Linked DNA regions of Zea mays: region 2 is linked to region 1. The links are chromatin contacts, called in public Hi-C maps. All regions are on one chromosome and are shown on one strand. The core of a region is the stretch at or near the end of the contact, and the rest is flanking DNA. Distances in the headings are between cores, read along the strand shown. Region 1 holds the start of LOC100193925. Region 2 has its middle 28 kb from the start of LOC100272600.

Evidence for each region. A called contact is a pair of places that touch in the nucleus more often than the background predicts.
Region 2: a Hi-C map of tassel shows a contact between it and region 1, with 2.7 times the contacts expected there. The contact joins the enhancer-like site here to the promoter of LOC100193925 in region 1. A contact is called at or near these places in 3 of 25 Hi-C or Micro-C datasets (ear, leaf and tassel).

What each region holds. Positions count from the first base shown.
Region 1 is chr3:23,683,133-23,689,939 of Zm-B73-REFERENCE-NAM-5.0, reverse strand. LOC100193925 reads right to left here and starts at 2,701. Exons shown (of 2, transcript NM_001347646.1): 1 at 2,275-2,701; 2 at 970-2,188. The coding sequence starts at 2,446. The coding sequence ends at 1,272.
Region 2 is chr3:23,801,195-23,808,001 of Zm-B73-REFERENCE-NAM-5.0, reverse strand. No RefSeq gene overlaps it. Among protein-coding and RNA genes, the nearest start is that of LOC100272600, 28 kb to the left of the region's middle. Within about 2 kb of position 3,926, at least 18 of the 20 cell types and tissues checked have an H3K27ac peak or open chromatin away from gene starts, as enhancers often do. A contact at or near this core is called in ear, leaf and tassel, where this site is marked.

The DNA of each region.
Region 1 (6,807 bases), core at 1,452-3,951:
AATAAATCTAAATCTAAACACATATGGGAGCCACCACGTCGAGTCAAGTACTTGAACACACGTTTTCCAAGGTCGATTAAAGGACTATTTATATATATCATTTTTGGTGATTGAAATCTATAAATGGGATGTGAATTTCACTAGCACTGTACATGGTGGTGACATGTTTGAGAGCAAGGGATTGCGAAGGCTAAAATCTCTTGCTATTCGGTTTTGAATAGTAAGACCTTATTCGGATGCATATGAATCGGAGTGGATCGTGTGTAAAGCTAAGTAGATCGACTTAGGTAGAGGTTTAAAAGTTACCCTAGCTGAGGGAAACAAGAAGGGGCGGGTACATACATACGTGTGAGGCGCGCGGTCAAAACCCAAGAGCTCTCCGGCCGTGGCCTGTGGGCTGTGGCCATGCATGCTGTATTATTAGTTATTACACTCCAAATCCACGGGCAACAAACGCAATCTAATTAAATTAAAGGCGAGAGTGAGCTTATTGATCCACCATTCGAATATATCCCTTGCATTGGTCGAAAAGCAGTTGCCACCAGAGCAGCTGTAAAACTTGGCAAACCACACGTACGGCGCGCGACGGAGAGAATCGATCTCGAAGCGACATGTCATTGCCGACTTTCCCGTGCGAGAGCAGGCGCGTACGTACGATATATATGATGGTGACCATCCCGATCGCTCACACGTACTGTACGTGTACGTATCGATGCATCTGAACCCGACGACGTTACGTTATTACACCACCCACCCACCACGTACGCAACGCAACCCCACCAACACACGTACATCCATCAACCTCTCTTGGCCGATCGGGATCGATCGAGCACTTGGGGACAACGACCTCGACCTCGACCTCGACCTCTCCTGATCGCCATCGATCGATCGGACCCAACACGCGCGACGACCTTTCAACAATAATAACGGACGGCCGGAGCGCATGCATGGATGCATGGATGGATTAATACCCAAATGAACATGCATGTAGTACGATTGTACGTACGCGAATTATACGACATCAAACCACACATCTCTACTACACGATCGAACGAATGATCGGTCGAATTAACAGCAGAATATGCCCGGCCCCGCCCCCGGCCCCTAATGTTTTTTTATCGCCACTCACGCATCTTGCTACCTGCTATCTAGCTCCGATCCACTAATTAACTAGTGTGACATCTCGATCGATCGATCGTCGCTTTGGGAGGGAGAGGGAGAGGGAGAGAGAGAGAGAGACGTGCCGAGAAGCAAGCTCTCTTTGATTGCTTCTAGATTCCTCCTCCCCATTGATGCTGACGAGGATCGCCGAGCTCGTCCGTCCGCCACGTGCACGGCGACGGCCGGTAGTCGGCGTCGGCACCTCCCGTGGCGCCGCAGCCGCTGCTTTGGACGCCGCCGCCGCCGCCCGTCACAGCCATCATCATGGTGCCGCCGCCGGCGCACGCGGAGTTGAGGTAGTCCAGCAGCGTCGCGTCCGAGTGGGCGACGTCGCTGTCGTCGGCCGGACCCAGGTCCAGCGCGTCCAGGCCGAGGCCTTCCTCCAGCGCTGCCGAGTCGTCGAACACGCCGGCGCCGTCGTCGAGGTTGGCGCCGTAACTGTAATAAGGGCCGTACCCGTACTGGTCGACCCAGCTCAGTTCGGAGAAGCAGGGCACCGGCGCGAGCGCGGCCGACGAGGAAACCGTCGACGACGCGCTCGGGCTCGGGTCGACGGGGTGGTGGTGGTACCGCTGCGGCAGGTAGTCGCTGTCGCTGGTGTCCCGCTGGACTGGCGACGAGGAGGAAGAGGCCAATAAGCCGGCGACGCGCGAGGGGTGCAGTTGCGGCGGCGGCGGTAGCGGCGGCAGCAGCACTTCGCCGGACGTGGATGCCGCGGCGGCGGCCATCGTCTTCTCGAGCAGGCGCGGCATCCAGTAGCAGCGGACGGCGTCGCGGAACACGGCGCTGTTGGCGTCCACGCGCAGCTGCCGCGCCTGCTTCTGCACCCGCGTCCGCCAGTAGTTCTTGATCTCGTTGTCGGTCCGCCCCGGCAGGTGCTGCGCTATCCTGGACCACCGGTTCCCCCACTTGGAGTGGAGCTCCAGGATGAGGAGCTGCTCCTCCGGCGCCAGGTTGCCGCGCTTGATGTCCGGCTTGAGGTAGTTGAGCCACCTCAGCCGGCAGCTCTTGCCGGTCCTCTTCAGCCCTAATTCAAGCATGCACACGCAGACGCAGCACATCAAGATGAGGCCGATAGGTTAATTCGGCCACAGAGAAATGGATCATACGTACCGGAGCAGCGGGCCAGGAGATTCCAGCGGCCCTCGCCGTGGCAAGCAATGTAGTTCATGAGGAGGTTGTCTTCCTCGAGCGTCCAGGGGCCTCTCCTCAGCTCCACCATCGTCATCTCCTGGTCCTCCTCATGACGACGATGCTTGCTTCTCGTCGTCATGGCCCCTTCCATCTCAGACAGTATCGTGGCCTGTCTCCTTGCATGCACTGCACCTGCAGCTTCTAAGGGAAGGGGGTGAGGGAATGAATGATGAACCCCTTGGAGGGTGCAACCTACTACTTATAGACGCGTATATATATAGCCATGCACTAGCACTAGATATCACAGCTACACCTTTAAAGTTGTGGGTCATCAGTGGGTGTGTGTAGCAACTAGCAAGCAGTGTAGGGATTGGAAAAGAAGAACACGATGAGTTGATGAGAGGAGGGACCTATAGCTGCTGCATATGTAGAGACAGAGAGAACGTATTGGTGGTGTTTCCGTTTTATAATGACTCGTGCCAATCATATGCAGGGATGCCAGATTGGAGGGAAGCTCACGCTGATCCCTAGCCTTCTACCGGGTCTAGCTTTTTTTTTTTTTACATCAGCTAGCTACGGGTTACGTACTGTTCGCGCACTATGCTGCACTGTTTACATGAGCTTTTCTTTCTTTATTTTCTCTCCTCTTCTCACAAAGTTGGTGAAGTTAGTTTTTTTTTTCCACTGCTAGCTCCGTTTATATTGTCACTATGCAGAAGCCAAAGCTAGTGCGTGAGAGCTTCTCTCTCCTCTCGCTTCTTTTCATAGAGTTGATTTCCCCCACTGCCCCGGTTACATACATATATTATCACTACAGTACAGAAGCCAAAGCTAGTTAGAGCTCTATCTGATGGTTCCTAAGATCTGAGGACATCCATGCCCATGCATGCATGCAGGAAGGAGTGGTTTGGTAGCTACCTTATTAGCTTTTTTTTTTTTTGGCTCGGAGGAGGCAATTACACGCCCAAAAGGGACAAGGCAAACCTTCCATGTCGCTCTGTTAAAATAACACTGCCCACCCTTTAGATTCTTCGCTACATGAAGCGTGTTTGACTGAACAATTCCATCACCTTTGAACTGTTGGGATTAGACGAGAGGAGGGGGGTGACATGCATGGAGACATATGCATGGGCGAATTGTTTGGATGTACACATCTCTGCTGGAAGCTAATTAAGCTGGTGGTGAACCACCTCTCCTTCCTTCAGTCCACGCACTCAATCACTGAAATAAACAAATCACGAAAACTGCAGACATGCCAAACAATATGCCTGGACTCAAAGTATATATTTTTAATATAAATATTATTCTCTGGGATAAGATCCAGTCCAAAACGGAAACGTGCATGGATGTTATAGAGTCACATTTTATTTACTCTTATTCATTCTTAAATCATTGGTGTGCTTTTACAGAAAAGCGTATAGCAGTATCAAATGTAGATATTTAAGCCTCTAGCTGAGTTGGTTAGGTGGTCCGAGTAGTACTTCAATTCTTAAGTGTTTGACTCCTCGTGAGAACGAATTTCAGGCGTCTGTCCCACGCCAAAACACAGGTCTAAAGCTCAGTCTCGACCGCCGGTCATTTATCATATGGACTACGACGCTGTTATGTATAGGTTCAGGGGTTTTCTCGACCTACGTGAAAATGTCTTCTTAATATAATAATGCCCGAGGGTTTTCTTGACTTGCATGGGATGTTCTTCTTCTTAATATAATGTTTGGGGGCTGTTTTACCTCCGTAGTGAAAGGGAAATGTGCCCTTGGGCCATTTCTAAGTATTTTGGTGATTGAGTGCAAACACAAGGGCCTAAATGTGAATTTATGTACATGGATGAACAAGGTGAAAATCATGAAGTAAAGGTATGTTTCTAAGCCTTAGTACATTGGTTTTGAGTACTAATATATTTGTCTAAGTGTTAGAAACAGAAAGAAGAAGAATAGAGAAAAGGAGAAGGGACTTGGCTGTGTGCTGCCAAGACCCAGCTCGGTCTGGAGCACCGGACTGTCCGGTGTGCACCGGACAGTGTCCGGTGCGCCAGGCTGGCGCGACTCGAACTGGCCGCTCTCGGGAAATTGGCCGGTGGCGTACGGCTAAAATTCACCGGACTGTCCGGTGTGCACCGGACTGTCCGGTGAGCCAACGGTCGGCCAGGGCCAACGGTCGGCCGCGCAATCCGCGCGGGACACGTGGCCGAGCCAACGGTCGGAAGACGGCACCGGACTGTCCGGTGTGCACCGGACATGTCCGGTGCGCCAACAGCGCCAGATCTGCCAACGGTCTGCAACGGTCGTCTTCGCCGTTTAAGGAAACAAATCGGGCACCGGACAGTGTCCGGTGTGCACCGGACTGTCCGGTGCCCCCGACGACAGAAGGCAAGGATGGCCTTCCGGATTTGCTCTCAACGGCTCCTAGCTGCCTTGGGGCTATAAAAGGAGCCCCTAGGCGCATGGAGGAGATATACAAGCAACCTTTGAGCATTCTTGATCATCCACACTAAGTCTCTGCGCATTCGTTTGTGTTTCTAAGTGATTCGAGCTCTGTTCTAAGTGAGAACTCTGAGATAGTCTTGTGAGCTCGATTCTTGGCCGTGTGTGTGCGCTTTTGCTGTGGATTTGTGTGTGTTGCTTCCCTCCCTTACTCTGTGTTTCATTTGTGATCATATACTTGTAAGGGCAAGAGACTCCAATTTGTGGAGATTCCTTGCAAACGGGATAGTGAAAGGAAAACAAAACACCGTGGTATTCAAGTGGGTCTTTGGACCGCTTGAGAGGGGTTGATTGCAACCCTCGTCCGTTGGGACGCCACAACGTGGAGTAGGCAAGCGTTGGTCTTGGCCGAACCACGGGATAAAACCACTGTGTCACTCTGTGCTTGATTCTCTTGTGGTACTGTGTTTTGTTGAGATTGTTGAGACTTCACCTTAGCCACTTGGCAATAATCGTGCTAACACTTAACAAGTTTTTGTGGCTTAAGTTTGAAGTTTTTACAGGATCACCTATTCACCCCCCCTCTAGGTGCTCTCAATTGGTATCAAAGCCGTTCTCTTCACAAAGGGACTGACCGCCCGAAGAGATGGATCCTAAGGGGAAGGGTATAGTGATCAACGACAAAGAGAAGGAATCCTTCGTCAACGAGCCGAAGGACGATAAGCCTACCGACTCCGGCTCGGGCCAAAGACGGAAGGAAGGGAAGAAGAAGAAGACCAGGCGCATCAAGGAGATCGTCTACTACGACAGCGACGAGTCTACTTCTTCCCAAAAGGACGAGGACCACAACGACTACGAGAGAAGAAAACCGGTTAATTCGAACTTTTCTTTTGATTACTCTCGTATTCCGCAAAGTTCACATTCTCATTTGCTCTTCATTCCACTCGGCAAGCCCCCACACTTTGATGGAGAGGACTACGGATTTTGGAGCCACAAAATGCGTAGTCACCTATTCTCTCTCCATCCTAGTATATGGGAGATTGTAGAGAGTGGAATGCATTTTGATAGTTCGGATAGTCCCATGTTCATTAATGAACAAATTCATAAGAATGCACAAGCTACTACTGTTCTTCTAGCTTCCTTGTGCAGGAATGAATACCATAAGGTGAGCGGCTTGGATAACGCCAAGCAAATCTGGGACACCCTCAAGATTTCTCATGAGGGGAACGACGTCACCTTACTCACCAAGATGGAGTTGGTGGAGGGCGAGCTTGGACGGTTCGCAATGATAAGGGGCGAGGAGCCAACGCAAACATACAATCGGCTCAAGACCCTTATCAACAAGATAAGAAGCTACGGGAGCACGCGATGGACGGACCACGACGTCGTCCGCCTAATGCTAAGGTCATTTACCGTTCTTGATCCTCACTTGGTGAACAATATACGTGAAAATCCCAGGTACACCAAGATGTCGCCCGAAGAAGTTCTTGGGAAATTTGTTAGCGGGCGAATGATGATCAAGGAGGCGAGATATGTGGACGACGCCTTGAATGGTCCGATCAACGAGCCGCAACCTCTCGCTCTCAAGGCAACACGAAGCAAGGAGGCGCTACCTAGCAAGGTGGCACAAATTGAGGCGGCCGGACTCAACGATGAAGAGATGGCTCTCATCATCAAGAGATTCAAGACGGCGCTAAATGGTCGCAAGGGGCAGCCAAGCAAGACCAAGACCAAGGGGAAGCGCTCATGCTTCAAATGCGGTAAGCTTGGTCATTTTATCGCTAACTGTCCCGATAATGAAAGTGACCAGGAAAAGGGGAACAAAAGAGAAAAGAAGAAGCAATACAAGAAGGCAAAGGGCGAGGCGCATCTAGGAAAGGAGTGGGACTCGGATTGCTCCTCCTCCGACTCCGACAACGAAGGACTCGCCGCCACTGCCTTCAACAAATCGGCTCTCTTCCCCAACGAGCGTCTCACATGTCTTATGGCAAGGGAGAAGAAGGTGAGTACTCAAGACTCCACTTATGCTTCTTCTAGTGATAGTGAGTCTAGTGATGATGACATAGATTATTCATGCTTGTTCAAGGGC
Region 2 (6,807 bases), core at 2,677-5,176, 120 kb before region 1:
AGGTAAAAAGCCATTCTAGCACTATAATATGGGAAGTTAGTGCCGTCAAAGTGTGGTGGCCTATGGGTATCCATCCCTTCCTCTAAAAAGTGTCGGCTCTTTTAGCGGTGAAGCTAAAGCGTTTCAAATGAGCCAAACCGGGCTTTGATACCAATTGAAGGAAACGGGTGACGCCTAAGAGGGGGGTGAATTAGGACTTCTAAAACTTTCACTAAACTAGGCCACAATTAAATCCCTAGAGCAAAACCTATGCAAATAATCAAACTAGAATGTGCAAACTAGGTTTTGTCTAAGTGTTGCTATCTCTACCGCAGTGGCTAAGTTTCAATCTACACTATATAAGAATGAATACAAGATTGAAACTTAAATGCTTAATATAAATGCGGAATCTTAAAGACCAAAGTAGAGAAGCAAACTCTCGTGGATGACGCTGGTATTTTTATCGAGGTATCCGGAACCACGCAAGGTCCCGACTAATCCTCGTTGGTGCCCCTATGCAAAGGGAAGCCCACGCGAGGGCCAAGCACCTCGGTCGAGTAACTCTGTAGAGAGTCGCGGGCCTTCTCCACACGCAAGTGGTGCTCCGCTTACATCTTCTCTCGGACGCTCCCCACCGCGTCCACTATCGAGCTTCCGGCCGAAACGTCGCGGGCCTCGTTCCCTCCGTACACGGTGGCGGCCGTGACACAAACACGGTTGTCACGGTCTCGCAAGACTCTCGCCCCACTCGGTACAATTACAACGGCCCGCGCAAGAGCCGAGGGGTTGTGAGGTTTATCTAAACTCACTCAACAATCTAGGGTTCACCTAGAACAAACGCTAAAGCGGTCTAACTAACCTAAGCACTTCGCATAGCACCTACGCTAATCACCGAGTGATTCTATTAAGCACTTGGGTGTAAGAGCACTTGGGAATGTCTACTATATGCCTTGGTATGTCTCTTGGGCTCCCACACCTAGCCGTTGAAAAGCCAGACTGTTGTAAGGGTGGCACACCGGACAGTCCTGTCAGCCAACGGTGCGCCAACTGTGTGCCAACAGTGCGCCAACAGTGAGCCAACGGTGCGCCAACAATGCGCCAACGTTGTGCAGCCAACGGCTAGTTCTGACACACCGAATAGTCCTGTCAGCCAACGGTGCGCTAACTGTGTGCCAACAGTGCGCCAACAGTGAGCCAACGGTGCGCCAACAGTGCGCCAACACTGTGCAGCCAACGGCTAGTTCTGACACACCGGACAGTCCAGTGCACCAACAGTGTGCCAACGGTGAGCCAACTGTGTGCCACCGGTGAGCCAACTGTGTGCCAACGGTGTGCAGCCAACGGCTAGTTCTGATAGCTAGCCGTTACGTGCACCAGACAGTGAATAGTGACTGTCAGGTGCACACCGGACAGTCCGGTGCCTCCTCTCAGAAAACTCTGTTGACTGTCCTGTGCGCCAACTATGTGCCACCGGTGAGCCAACTGTGTGCCACCAGTGCGCCAACTGTGTGTCACCGGTGAGCCAACTGTGTGCCACCGGTGCGCCAACTGTGTGCCACCGGTGAGCCAACTGTGTGCCACCAGTGCGCCAGTTGACAGCCCATCTTCTAGGTCTTCTGTGTTTTGTTCTTGGGCTCCTTTGGTCTTGAGTCTTGGACTTCTAAGCTCTTTTTATGTCTTCATTTGAGGTGTTGCATCCTCAGTGTCTTAGTCCAATCATCTTCGCATCATGTGAACTATAAACATAAACACTAGCAAATCCATTAGTTCACAGGTTGTGTTAATCATCAAATACCAAAACTCATTTAGCCAAATGGCCCGGGGTCCATTTTTCTTACAGTTTTCATTTTTTTCTTTTTCCAACCAAACTTTTTATGGTTTGTTCCTACACTATGTAGACCTACATGTTCCATTTTTGGAACAATTATAAAGTGTTTGTTATAAATATTAGATTTTATTCGTTTAATTGTATTTCCTCAGATAATTCATATTTGAACTGCAAGTCACACGAAAAATGGAAAACCATGAGTGCAAAAATGATATTCATGTTATTTAGCACAAGTTATGGCCGATTTCAGGAGTAAACCGGAATGTTCGAGCACCATGCTCACGAAACATGACGTGAACTTGTCATCCAGTTGTTTAAAACTTGTACAAAACACAAACAAAGTCAGAAAATCATGAAACTTGTCCACATGTCACGTTATCATATGTAGAGCCTATGATAAAAAATTTGAGAATGTTTCGAGAAAGTTGTCACACACTATGTGTAGAAACCTAGCAGGCGTGCACATGAAATCTTAGCCGAGTACCTTGCGACACTCGGCAAACGTCTTTGCCGAGTGCCCGATAAAAAGTATTCGGCAAATAAGCCGTTGCCGATGTACAGTTCGCCGAACTTTTTTTTGTCGAGTGTAATACTTGGCAAAGCATTCGCCGAGTGTTTTTCAGGCTTTGTCGAGTGCTCCAGACACTCGGCAAAGAAGCTGATTCCGGTAGTAAGTGATATGGTAAGGCTATGAACTTGTGATTGTGATATGTCAATGAACTATGTAGTTTGGCCATATATAATTTGTTTATGTATGATCTTATTCCCGATTTAATCTATCAAATAATTAGAATCGTATTGTGTCTAGTTATAAAGAATATATTACGAAATATTGGGCACGGGCAATCTGCAGGTACACATTACCTACACTGGCACGAGTATGAGCATAACTTTGTATCCGGCCACGGGCATGAGTTTTTTTTAGCGGACGTGAGTTTTATTGTGAGTTTTATTCACGAAACGGGTATAAGATAATATGACAATACCCATCGGATATGTACTCAGTTGCCATCTCCATAGTTTCAATCTCCTTTTACACGTGGCTGATATATGTGTATGATGTATGAAGGGGGTAGTTAACGAGCTCGGTATTCATAAAAACATTGCCGATGGATTTGGATGTTTGTGTATACCCAGTGTTCTACCTAGTGCATGTCAATTTTCTTTCTGTTCTCTCCTTATCCGTTACTGCTCAGTCATGGTTGTTAGTGCACGTCAATTTGCACTGTCCAAATGCTATTTTGCATGCTCGCTAGCGCGCTACTTTCGACGGCAAGGCCACTTGGTTCTGAGGTGGTGCCTGGTGCGTGGCCCAGTGGGCTTTTGTTTCCATGGAGAGACCACATGCTTGGGCATTTAGGCTTGGGCAATCGGAGAGTCTCCGGCCGGCCGTCTTTGTTTGTTATTCTTCCATCCTTCCCTTATCTTGGCTGTGAGGACGGCCCAATCTTGTGGTTGACGAAAACGACACCGTTCCACGCCATGGCGTTGAACAGTGCGTGGCTTGGCACGGGGCTACCAGGGACAGCTCCATCGGCGTGCGGCCATGCCAGTGACACCAATCCATTATCCATGCCATGCCAGTGCCGTCGTCCAGTCCTGGACCCACATGAGAACCAAATAAAGGTCTCTTTGTCACAGCTCATCGTGTCGTCAAATCCTAGCACACCAGGCCAGTAGTGACCATCTCGTCCTGCACTGCACTGCACTAGTGCACCACTACCGGCCGGGTTGTGTCGTCGTGTCACCGTTGCGTAATCCCGTTGCAGTCTTCACATCACAGGTGAGGAGCTCGCGTGCTTCCTCGGGTCGTGCATGCCCGGTCTCGTCGTCGAAGGACAGCGCGCCGAGACAGGCGGAACTCTCTGCGTGGTTAGTTTATTATGGTGCTCACAATCAAAAGTGCGTCTCGATCTCGGCTAATGCCGCGCTTTGCTTTACTGCGAGATATTATCATCGTCTCCCCATCCAAAAGCTAGCTAATAACATCTCCATGCATGCGTGGTCGTCGTCAAAGCAAACGTGGGGAATTCCGGCCGTCAGACCACCACCAGTGTGGTCAAGACGACGCAAAGAGAGTTTCACAGGCTCAAGCAACGAACGATCGAGGGCTAGAGCTATAGCTATAGCTAGTAGCTAGTGAGCTACTGTAATAATCTAGCTAGCTTTCCCATTCCTTTTCTTCCTGTCTACTGCACTTCACTCCTGAACTAACGCTGAGACTTGAACAGGCCGGTGGTTGGTGCTCAAGAGGCCGGCCGGCCAAGTAAATTAAAAAGTATGAGCATAGTCTACGGTTTTTGTGTAATTTATGTATTGGGGTTGTTTATTATTATAGTCACCTAGCACATCAGGAGACGAAAGCTTGGAATTTTGATCTTCTGTATGGTCATGTCAAGATGGAGTGCTGGACTCATGCAGTGTTTTTTTTTTCTGCAGGTTTCTGTACCTCTTGTTGCCTTTGTGTTGATGCCTGTTGATGGGAAAGTTCGGGTGAACTGAACCAGCGTATTGTTGTTCAGCGCGCGCGTGTGGAATGCAGGGAACTTATAAGCCACGCACTAGTATATTTATCATATTCAACCAATATAACATAGGAAAAAGGTATCACAAACACTACCGGACACAGCTCCTTTGCCGAGTGCCTTAAACACTCGGTAAACATTTTGCCGAGTGTAACACTCGGCAAAGAACGCTCGGCGAACTGTACATCGGCAAATTAATAGTTATCATAGGAAAAAGATATCATAGGAAAAAGGTATCACAAATTAATAGTTATCATTAGATGCACAACGCAATAGAGAAGAGTGTATCATCGATATACTGGAAGAAACCGTACACACCCCGCAACAGCACGTTCACTCGTGCTCCTCAAGTTTGTTGATGATCAATGTCACAACGTCTCTGTAGTGTCCATATGTGCGAGGATGAAATGTTGCGACACTGATATACTAGTACAACATGCAACAAAAGAAACGACGTCGACGACGTCTGAGTGCCTGCAAAACGTAAGTAGAGAGGTGACACTAACTAAAATAATTCTCTCTGGCACATGAGCGCCTTGTTCTACGTAGACCCTTACTAATGGCATTTTACCCCAAAGACATATTAACATTCTCATAGATCATAATTGTCTCTTTGTCACATCTCAAATGTGTGATAGTATCAAGTCTCACATATATGATAACTTATGATATATAAATCAATGTCACATCTTTATTATATAATAGGGGTCTATATAAAATAGCTAAATAATTGCATCATATAACGACAACTATCCTTCGCAATCATAGTTGACTGGGAGACGACAACATATACCTCTCACAAATTCATCGTAGCATTCTTCATGCTCCTCATTTTGCAGTACATATTCTTGACCTGGTGTGAGTTTAACAAGAGTGGGCTCACATACGTTCATCGCTCAACAAGTTGTGGGCAATAATATGCATGAGCTCACTTACGGTGGGGGCTCATGTGAAGTGTAAGGTTTACCAAGGAAAAAGTGGTTAAGGCTAGCATCACTTTTAATAAGTTGATCAAAATTTTATTAGCAGTTACTAAGTATAAGTAGATATCAACCAATTAAATAATTAATCACAATTAATGATAAATCCCACAATGAAATGATAGATTAAGTTTAGTTCCATAAATTACTCATGTAAAAGACAATACCGTGCACCCGCGGACGAAAGCAACCAGGGCCTTCCAAATGGAGCTCCAACGGCTCCTAGGTCCCTTGGGCTATAAAAGGACCCCCTAGGCGCATGGAGCTGTTACCCCAGCACCTTTTGAGCACACTACAACTTTGAACCTTTGCGACCACGCTGTTGATTTGTTGGAGAGATATTTGCGCACACTCTTGAGCTATAACTCTATCGTTTTGATTCATGTGCTCTCTCTTTTTGCTTGTGTGCATATTGTTGCTGCGTTGTGCTCTTGTGTGCGTTTCTACTCACATCCTTACTACGGTTTTGATTGTAATCATCTATGTAAGGCGTGAGAGACTCCAATTTGTGAAGATTCTTCACAAATGGATATTGATATAAGTAAGACATCTATGACTCTCAAGTTTGATCTTTGGATCACTTGAGAGGTGTTGAGTGCAACCCTTGACCAAAAAAGGTCACCACAACGTGGAGTAGACATTGGCCGAACCATGGTAAAAATCGATATGTCTCTTGTCCATTTACTTATTGCGATTACTATCTTACTGAGTTCCCTACTCGCTTGTAATATTGCTCCTAAGTTTAATACTCATCTTAAAGGAGCAATCAAGTGAAGAGTTCTCCCTTCTCTCTTCTCATCCTAACTTGGTTTTAGTTCTCACTAACAATTATTACAAATCAAGTTTGTGTTGTTTAGTGTTAATTTTTTGTAGGATCACCTATTCACCCCCTCTAGGCGCTCTCACTATTTAATTATTGCCATTATGTTATTAGAATTGCTATGGTATAATAGGGTTGAACTTAGGATGTAGTATTTTGATTGTATAGAAACACTCTTAGATATAAGGGTTAAAGTGAGCTACATTATTCAATTTAATTGTTTTTAAAAATAAATTAACCTAATTTACCTCGCAACTTGAGCATCTTCATCCTTTCATAGAAATTGCATTTTGTCAATCGACAATACTTCGTGATACATTGCATCATCAAAGGAGTTTGTACTTTATTAATTGTTATTTGCTTACTACATTTATATTTTTGTATGTGTTTTTATTTGTGTAGATTTACCTTTACTATATTAGTTTAGGCTACTTGATACATTTGACTCTAGTTTACGTCGCAAATATCTTCGTGGGTTTGGTATAAGTAGTAAGAGCAGTGGTGTACATGTTGCTAGTTGATCTAGTGCGAGACAAAGAATAGCTCTAAATTTAAATTTTCAGCGACCCAATTTACCCTCCTCAGGCTACCTGCAGACGATGTACATATGATCATGCAAAATACTATTTTACATTATAGTATACGCTATTTACAGAGTAAGTTGGTAAGCCTCAT